2 separate regions of the Sus scrofa genome follow, and region 2 is linked to region 1. A link is a contact called in public HiChIP or PLAC-seq data. All regions are on one chromosome and are shown on one strand. The core of a region is the stretch at or near the end of the contact, and the rest is flanking DNA. Distances in the headings are between cores, read along the strand shown. Region 1 holds the start of IL6ST (interleukin 6 signal transducer). Region 2 overlaps ANKRD55 (ankyrin repeat domain-containing protein 55).

Region 1 (4,918 bases), core at 2,367-4,866:
AGGCCAGGTATTGAACTTGCATCCTTATAGATACTAGTCAGCTTCATTTCTGACAAGCCACAATGGGAACTCTCCCCTTTTCTACTTTTAAGAGAATAAGGAGTTCTCATTGTGGCTCAGCAGGTTAAGGACACAGTATAGTCTTTGTGAGGATGTGGATTCGATTCCCAGTCTCACTCAGTGGGTTAAAGATCTCAAACTGCAGCAAGCTGTGGCATAGGTTGCAGATGTGGCTTGGCTCCACTGTTGCTCTGGATGTGGCACAGGCCTCAGCTGCATCTCCAATTCAACCCCTAGCCTGGGAAGTTCCATATACTGCAGGTGGGCCATAAAAAAGAAAGAAAGAGAGAAAGAAAGAAAGAAAGAAAGAGAAAGAAAGGAAGAAAGGAAGGAGAGAGAGGGAGGGAGGGAGGGGGAGAGAGGAAGGCAGGCAGGCAGGCAGGCAGGAGGGAGGGAAGAAGAGAGGAAAATACAAGGAAAAAAAGAAAAAAAATGAATTAAAAAAAAAAAAAAGATGGTTCTTCTTCTCAGGCAGTACCAGAAGAAATGGATACTCACAAATTGTTTTTCCAGGGAATAATAAAACAAGGTTCTACACTACGAGTAAATGGTCAGGACAGGGCTGCTAGTTCAAAGAAAAGGGAAATGGGAAATAGTATTGACAAGGTAAATATGGCTGAAGGATGAGGGAATTGAAGACAGGAGTGAGAGTACAGCTAAAATGGTTGATAAAAGGGTTCTCAGAGTTTAGGAAGATAAGAGGAGGTGGGAAATAATGGATAAACTACGAGAACAAAGACTGGAGGACACACTGAGGACAAACTACAGACTCAGTAGGAGTGAGTGAGAGAGGTAGAAGGGTAGGAGGCTGTGGGTAGAGAGAGAAACTCACAATCCAAAATTTTGCAGGTGGAGTAATTTCATCTGATGACTGGCTTCAAGGTGTGGCTCCATCTATGGGTTCCTGATACAGAGTAAAGTTGAAGCTGACTGAAAAAGAGAAGGATGAGAAATTGTGAGGTCAGGGTGCTAACTGAGTCATTATCATGGCTGCTGATATCATTAGGTTGATGCAGGCCATGGCTGACAGAGTTCCAGAAACACAACTGGGCACAGGCAAGGAAGTAAATGGCTATCTGGGAGTTCCCGTCCTGGCTCAGTGGTTAACGAACCCGACTAGGAACCACGAGGTTGTGGGTTTGATCCCTGGCCTTGCTCAGTGGGTTAAGGATCCGGTGTTGCCGTGAGCTGTGGTGTGGGTCTCAGACAGCTCAGATCTGGCGTTGCTATGGCTCTGGTGTATGCCGGCAGCTACAGCTCCAATTAGACCCCTAGCCTGGGAATCTCCATATGCCCACATGCCATGGGAGTGGCCCTAGAAAAGGCAAAAAGACCAAAAAAAAAAAAAAAAAAAAAAGTAAATGGCCATCCTGGTCAGGGCCAGATTTATGTAAATAGCAAGGCAGGCAAAGTTTGTCTTCAACCTTTATAACCTTTGCTCTGTAGCATTTTCTCCTAGTTTTGTTCATGTACTCTCAAGTAATCTGTATCCTCATGTAGGTCTCTCACTGTACAGGTTCCCTACTCTCTGCTTCTGACATATCTAAAATCCCAAATAAGTATCAAAACACAAACAGAAATTTCCCAATTGATAGTCACTTTTCTTTCTTATCCTTGCATTTTGACAGGGCATTCTAATGATAAATCCTTATCCTGAAAGTGATTGTTTCATGGATCAGTAGTATCTGCAAAGTAAAGTAATTCCAGCCAAGGGGAGACACGCTCTTGCTGTCCTAAAAAATCTTTCTCCAATATCGATTCATTAGCCTAAGACTCTAACCATCCCCACAAAATGAGAGTTTCTTATGGGTTAGTGTTAGCAAACACAAAGATATTCACAAAAGAACTAACTCAGTCCTTTGCATCCCTCACCAGTGTACAAGGCAGGCTAGTGTGCTGTGAGATATGATCCCCTGTAGCTACTCCCTATGCCAGAGAAGTGCCATCATTTTCAACATATACTGTGATAAGAGAGATTGGGAAAGCATTGACATAGTAGATATTCAATAATGATAACAGCTGTCATTTATTGAGTACCTACTGCTATATGCCAAGCACTTCATGTATTTTAGCTCATTTAATACTTGCAGTAGTCCTGTTAGGTTGGTACCATTATTCTCATTTGATTGATGAAGAATCTTGAGAAGACCTGCCCAAGGTCACAGACATGGGAAGTACCAGTACCAGGATTCAAATCAGGCAGCTTGAAACCAGAAGGTACACTTAACCACATGGCCCCTACATAAATGTCTGCTAGATCTAAATAAAAATTTAATGTATCAACATTTTATAAGAGTTTGTTTTAAAATAAACACCCCCATCAACAGCAGAACTAGAATACAATCCAGTCAGTTTCTGCAGGTTAGGTATAGGGTGATAGGGAGCCACATCAGCTGAACACAATGGAGTGTTCTCTCTCCTGGACTGCCATCCCCAAGCCTGCCTAGGACTCCCTTAGCCCTAGACACATAGCAGGCCCACTTTCCTGTGTCTTATAAAATTATCTGATCAACTAAGAAATCATAATTCCATCTATGTTTTACCCTATCTGAATCGTCAGTATAATGAAGAACCTTATAATTGTCTGTTAATTTATGGGTATAATTTGTTCAAGTCCATTAAAACATTATTGTCCTCGTATAGCCTGCCATTCTTCCACAAAAGGCCCTGGCCTTGGGTGTGTTTCTACACACACACACACACACACACACACACACACACACACATCCCGCTTATCTTTGAGGCTTCTCATCTAATTCTCGAAAAAAAAAATATCAAAGTGAGCCTGAAGGTCCCTTTTCCAGACCAGAGGAGGGGAAGAGGGGGATTGTTAATGGAACTGATTTTTACTCTGTAGTTCTGTAACAGATTGGGAGGTACAAACTGCAAGAAAAACTAGTTTCTTGGCGTGTCACCAAACCTGGGGTTCACCGATCAATCACATCCAAACTCATTTACTGACTTAGAAATATACATCGTGGCAAGGTTGGTTTACATAAGGACTTGGACCGAAGCCGCCGCCACTATCTGCGGTAATCTCCTGTGGAGTCATGGCCACCTTCCCTGAGGAGCTCCCACGCCTCCCCGATCCCCAAAGACACCCGGCGGTCCCTCCCGGCTCTGAGTCCCTTGGGGAAGGCCTCGAAGGGAGTCCGAAGGGAAGCCGAGAGAAGGGAGGGCGGCAGGGGCGGGCAGCACCCGGGCTTCAGTTCACGACCCCGTTATTCCACGGAAAAATGGAACATTCCGCTCCTTCCGCCTGCAGAGGGGAGGTGGGGGGAACCCTTCGATCTCGCCTGGGAGAGGCGACGCGGGCGCAGTCACCGGAATCCGGGACGCCGGGAACCGCGTTACGGGAATTGCAGCCTCTCGGAGTGCCGCCCCATCGTCTTCGGGCGGCCGTTGAGCCAATGCCGGGGCGCGCCGGGTCTCGCGGGGGCCAATCAACGTACAGATCCCAAATCCGGGGGCGGGGCGTGACAGGGCGCCGCGGGGCGGGGTCAGGGGGCGCTTCGCCCCGCCACGGGAGGAGGGCCGCGTGCCGCGTCTGCGGGAAGGAGCGGAGCTCTAGCAGTCGTCCAGGCAGAGCGCCGACAGGCCCGCGGAGCCGCGCGGGGAACGCCCGGTCGCAGCTGAGCTGGGCCGCGGCTGCTGGCCAGAGGGCCCGGCCGGGCCTGGGGCGGAGGGAACCTACGCTACCGGGGACCTGGAGGAGCGAGGCACCGCGGCCTGAGAGGTGAGGAGAGGCCGTGGCCAGTTGAAGGGCCGTGTAGCGGGAGGGTGAGGGCCGAGTCGGGGCGGACGGGCCAGAGGACTGGCACCCGAGGAGGCCACCCTTTCCCGAGAAAGAGGGGCGCCCCGACAACGAACTCCCCAAACTTCTTGTTACCCCAGCCTGGAAATCCCCACATTCCTTCCTCTCCCTGTTTCCACACCTCCGAATTTGATCTCCACGACTTTGTCACCTAGATTTTTCATCCCTAAGTACAAAACTCACCTCCGGCGCGTGTGCACGCACACACACCCCACACCCTTCTTAAGCCCCCGCCCCCAAACGGCCTTCTGGACCTTACTCCTTTTTGGTTACCAAATCCTCACTTTTCCCCAGTTGCCTTTCCATCTCCCCTTATTCCACTGGCCCCGCACTTGACTCTTCATTTTCTACTCGGAAGTTAATTTTCTTTCCAAAGCCATCTTTTCATCCTTAAATTGTAATGTTTAAACGTTACTGAAAGTTCCTACCATACTCATAAAAATTCCGAACTTAACATCTCTTTTTCTTCTTTTGATCGATTACATGTCCCGACCCTAATGAACCCCACAGACCGCTGTATCCTAAAGGCGCCGAATACGGTCTTTAAAAATTGCACCCTTCCCCCAAGCTTAAAGGTTATTCCAAGCAGGGTTCTGTTTTAAAGTATTTTTTCAAAGTGGAAAAAAACCCACAGTTTAAAAATAAGATCTGCCACCTTTGTTCTTTTTTTTTTTTTTCCTTCAGAACGAAACCCATTTCGGTTTAATTTGTGTAGTATTTGAGTGATTATACTGCTTTAAAATAATTAATTGTTAGAACGCCAGGATGAATATTCTAAAAGATTGGAGTGTTTGGTTTAGTCAGTGCTGTAAACAAACCCTTTAGACTGTGTGACTGCCAGCTTCAAGTTGGAGCAACTCTTAATTTGAAATTACTGACTCAGAACATCATTTGAGCTGTTCGCCATTATCATGGTTTCTTAAATTCATATTCATTCCTATTTGGAAGTAGTTTAAAACTATAAACTGGAGTACTACATTTATAGAACCAACTTGCTATTAAATTAAATTATGTTTTCCAAATGTTTCTCTCTTTGGGGATAAT
Region 2 (4,264 bases), core at 1,377-3,876, 130 kb before region 1:
ACTCATACTCCTTTTAAAATCCGCTAATGTTTAGATTTCCACACAGCACACTCCTTCTACTCCATGCTCCCTGGAGGCTATTTAGAGTGAAGTCTCAAACCGAAGCTGCCTATAAACAAACCAAAGGGACACTTCAGTTAGCCTTTTGCCTCCAGAGAGATTTTGGTTCTTTGATAGAAACATCTCACTAGCAAACCAAACAGTGCCAGTACACAGCCTTAGCTAAGCTACAGCTCAGTGGGGAGTTAAGCTGCTGCAGGGATGAAGGACCTGTAATTAAGAACACAAAGGCCAGTTGGATGGACAAAAGCAAAGGAGCACAGGTTTCATCTCACGAGTTCCTTTCCTGCTTTAAACACTGCTTCTCAGCAGGTCTGAGTTTTCTCCTTTCAACTCCCCGTGGCTTTTCTTGCTTCCTTGGCTGGGACATTCAGAGGGCGCCTGTGTGAAAGAGGGGGCATGATCATTAAGACAAAGCTCCAAAGAGCACAGAGTTGTGTTTGCACAAGGCTGCACATGCTAGAATTAGAAGGCAAGCAGCAATTTCCTCTGAAAGCAGCCACAGGGCTCTCTGAAGGTCTTTTTCATGGTCTCCATGGTTACCAGAAGATTTTTTTTTCTTTTTTTTTTTTTTTTTCTGCCAAAGCGCCAGCAGCTCTGCCTCTTTTCATTGCTCTTGACTGCAGCCAGAAGGAAGAAGAAAATCACTTCTTTGGAGTCCTTTTCTCTAGTTTCTAGGTGATACATTCTAACCTGCCATGGATATTTCACTGCGGCATACTCTCCCCTCCAGGCAGTCTCAGGGACAGGGAAGTGGATGGATGGCTTGGTACCCTTTTTCCAACCCATCTCTGGGCAGAACCAACTCCAGGGCTGTGAGCCTAAGGGGCAAGCCAGAGAACCTCAAGGAGACGGCCCTCCCCAAGAGACATGTAATTGATCTCTCTCTGGCCTACTGATCCCCTAATGGCAAGCAGGGACCCCAAAATATAAAGGGTAGGAGCTTTTTAAAAAATTAATCATTATACAGAACTGATTATAGTACCCAAGTCCATTCTAAGTGCTTTTATGCATTGACTCATTTAAAGTTACAACGAATCTTTAAGAAGTAGATGTTGTTATTATCTTTATTTTACGGATGAGAAAATGGCACCAAGAGTCTCATAACCTGCCCAAGGTCACTGGCAAATTGGTGAGGAAGCAGGGGCTCTAATGGAGGCAGCCTGGCCCTAGCCTCTGTGTTTGCTCACTCACCACGCTGCCTGTCTGGGAAATCTCCTGCTGGGGGCCTGTGCCTGCTGCCCTGGCAGCTGGGATGAGGGGACCTTATCCCACTGCCTGGAGATCTGAGAGGAGGAGGGTTTGAGCTGGTGCTAATAGGAGATTGGGCTGGGAAGTATGGGAGAAGTACAACTGGGCCGCCTTAGCACAAAACAGGAGCTCTGAGAAAACAAAACTAAGAGGTCTGCACATCTACTGGTGATTAAGACAGATGTGGGACAAGTATCTTGCAGATCACCTCTGAACCACAGAACAGTATAGAAGCACCAGGTTGGAAACCAAACACCTGGTTTCTAGTCCAAGCTGGACCACCAAGGCAATGTGTGATGGCCTTGGCAGGCAATGGAGTATATTGGGTCACTTGCTCTCATGAGCAAGAGAGCAAGAGAGAGAATACTAAGCTGTGATTTTTTTTTTTTTTTTTTTCCCCACTTAGGGCCATACCAATATGGAAGTTCCCAGGCTAGGGGTCGAATTGGAGCTACAGCTGCTGGCCACAGCCACAGCCACAGCAGCACAGGATCTGAGGGACGTCTGCAACCTACACCACAGCTCACAGCAACACCAGATCCTTACCCCACTGAGCGAGGCCAGGGATCAAACCTGCAACCTCATGGTTCCTAGTCGGATTCTTTTCCACTGCACCACAACTCCTATCTGCGAATTTTTAACCAGCTTTGAAGATCAATAAGTCTTAGAGACTTAGGAATCAAATGGAGGCAAGCAGTATAGATTGGTACATATCACTCAAGGTGGGACAGAAAAGACATGAAATAGCAAAAGAGGTAACTAAAAAATTTTAAAGGAAGACTATTTAAAATTAACCAACAAGAGATGGTGACAATCCCCCCTCACCCCCCAGCAAAATCAGGAAAATGGTCCACCCCTAGACCACAAGGCAAAAGGAAGGAAGCTGGTAATGGAACCTGCCAAAAGGTGGGCAATAGGTAGTCGTGGCTGTAGCGGTAGGAGGGGGGGCTACCTGGCAGGAGCCAAGGCCTTTAGTAGAGGAAAAAAGTCATTGTGAGAAAAGGAAGTGGCTTATCCCTCCTGCAGGTTCTCCCGCTGGCCAAACTCAATGGAATGTCAGAGGGCAGGGAAGCTGGATGATGAAGTTGCTGGAGGTCAGCCTTCAGAGCAAGATATTGCAGGGCAGAGAATGGACTTGAGAGGCAAATAGAGAAACATCTAGCACAGGGCTCACCCTGTGACCTGGGGAGGCTGATCCCAGTTCTCGTCTGGTTACAGCTAACTCCCCACCCCTCACCCCACCCCCCCGCCCCGCCACCCCCGTGGAGCAGTTACGGAAGATCCTAACTGGGTACAGATGACCTCAGTGTGCTCAGGGTTAGCTGAGGATAACTAGATTGGACCACAACTGACCTCTCACTCCCTCCCACTCTCCCTCCCACAGTACTTCAGACCAAATGTTCCTTGGACATTAGACAATGGCCATTAATGAGGTGGGGGAGGGGATGTCAGGAGAAGAGGAGAGCAGAGAGGAGAAAAAGAGAAGGAAAGAGAGAAAGAAGATAGCTACCAGTTACTCTTTCCACATAAAGCAGCTATAAGGGAAAAAACAGTGTTAACAAAAATGCAATTATTTGTAGCATCTTCCTACCTAATAGAGGAATTCTAGAATTCAGGATAAAAGAGGTGTTCTGTTTGCAGTCATAGCTGCTGTGCTTTTAAAATTTGTGTACTAGGAGCTTTACACTTGTTATGTTGTTTAACCCTCACCACCATCACTGGTGTCATCCTTGTTACTGGAGTGAAGATACAGAAGCTCAGAGAAGTCATTCAGTTGTGAGGCCAGAATTAAATCACAGCATTATCCTGGCTCCCCAAATGACAGTGGCAAGACCAGATTTAAATCTTAGGCTGGGGAGTTCGTGGCTCAGCAGAAATGAATCTGACTTCTAACCATGAGGACGCAGGTTCAATCCCTGGCCCCGCTTAGCGGGTTAAGAATCTCGCATTGCCATGAGCTGTGGTGTAGATCACAGATGTGGCTCAGATCTGGTGTTGCTGTGGCCATGGTGTAGACTGGCAGCTACAGCTCCAATTGGACCTCTAGCCTGGGAACCTCTATATGCCTCTGGTGCAGCCCTAAAAAGACAAAAAAAAAAAAAAAAAAAAATCTTAGGCTGGTTAGATCACCTCCACTGAAGAAGTCCATCCTCCAAGTTCTCCTTGTAACACAGTATGATCAGCCCCTCTCTCTTTTCTTCCATTATGGGTAGCAATTTAATATTTAGGACCTTAGATGTCATCTAAGCTGAGAGACAATGGAAATATGATTTGGGAGGAGGCTAAACAATTTCATTTTTCAAATAATTCTTCCACAATAATTTCTGAATTCCCTTCATTGTCCCTGTAGATAATCTTTTTTCATCTTGGTAAGTATAATTAGTTTTCTGGGGCAACCATAACAAAATATCACAGGCTGAGTGGCTTAAACAAACAATTTATTTTTTCTTGGTTCTGAAGGCTGGAAGTCCAACATCAAGGTGCCAGTAGGGTTGGTTTCTTCTGAGGCTCTCTCCTTGGCTTACAGATGGCCATCCTCTTGCTGCCTCTTCACATGCTGTTCACCGCAAGAGCATGTTTCTGATGTTGCTGCTCTGTGTCCTCTCTCTCACTCTTTCTCTTTTTTGACTGCACCCACAGCATGCGGAAGTCTCAGGCCAGGGATTAAACCCATGCCACAGCAGCCACCCGAGCCACAGATGCCTAATGTGCTGTGCCACAAGGGAACTCCCTGTAATCTCTTTTTTTTTTTTTTTCTTTTTGTCTTTTTTCGGGCTGCACCCACAGCATAGGGAGGTTCTCAGGCTAGGGGTCGAATCAGAGCTACAGGTGCCAGCCTACACCACAGCCACAGCAACTCAGGATGCAAGCCTTGACTGCTACATACACCAACGCCAGATCCTTAACTCACTGAGCAAGGCCAGGGATCGAACATGATACCTCATGGATGCCA

What was found. HiChIP or PLAC-seq counts read pairs in DNA pulled down with a chosen protein or histone mark.
Region 2: an H3K27ac HiChIP or PLAC-seq map of skeletal muscle shows a contact between it and region 1. The contact joins the enhancer-like site here to the promoter of IL6ST in region 1. A contact is called at or near these places in 2 of 5 promoter capture datasets (fetal liver and liver), 4 of 47 Hi-C or Micro-C datasets (embryonic fibroblasts, liver, retroperitoneal adipose tissue and 1 more) and 2 of 2 datasets of contacts at active chromatin or transcription factors (alveolar macrophages and skeletal muscle).

Annotation. Positions count from the first base shown.
Region 1 is chr16:35,150,486-35,155,403 of Sscrofa11.1, reverse strand. IL6ST (interleukin 6 signal transducer) reads left to right here and starts at 3,616. Exons shown (of 16, transcript NM_001097432.1): 1 at 3,616-3,796. LOC102168151 (a long non-coding RNA gene) reads right to left here. Exons shown (of 3, transcript XR_002339581.1): 3 at 433-990.
Region 2 is chr16:35,282,448-35,286,711 of Sscrofa11.1, reverse strand. All of the region lies in intron 8 of ANKRD55 (ankyrin repeat domain-containing protein 55), which reads left to right. Among named protein-coding and RNA genes, the nearest start is that of IL6ST, 130 kb to the right of the region's middle. Within about 2 kb of position 2,626, at least 12 of the 83 cell types and tissues checked have an H3K27ac peak or open chromatin away from gene starts, as enhancers often do. A contact at or near this core is called in retroperitoneal adipose tissue and skeletal muscle, where this site is marked.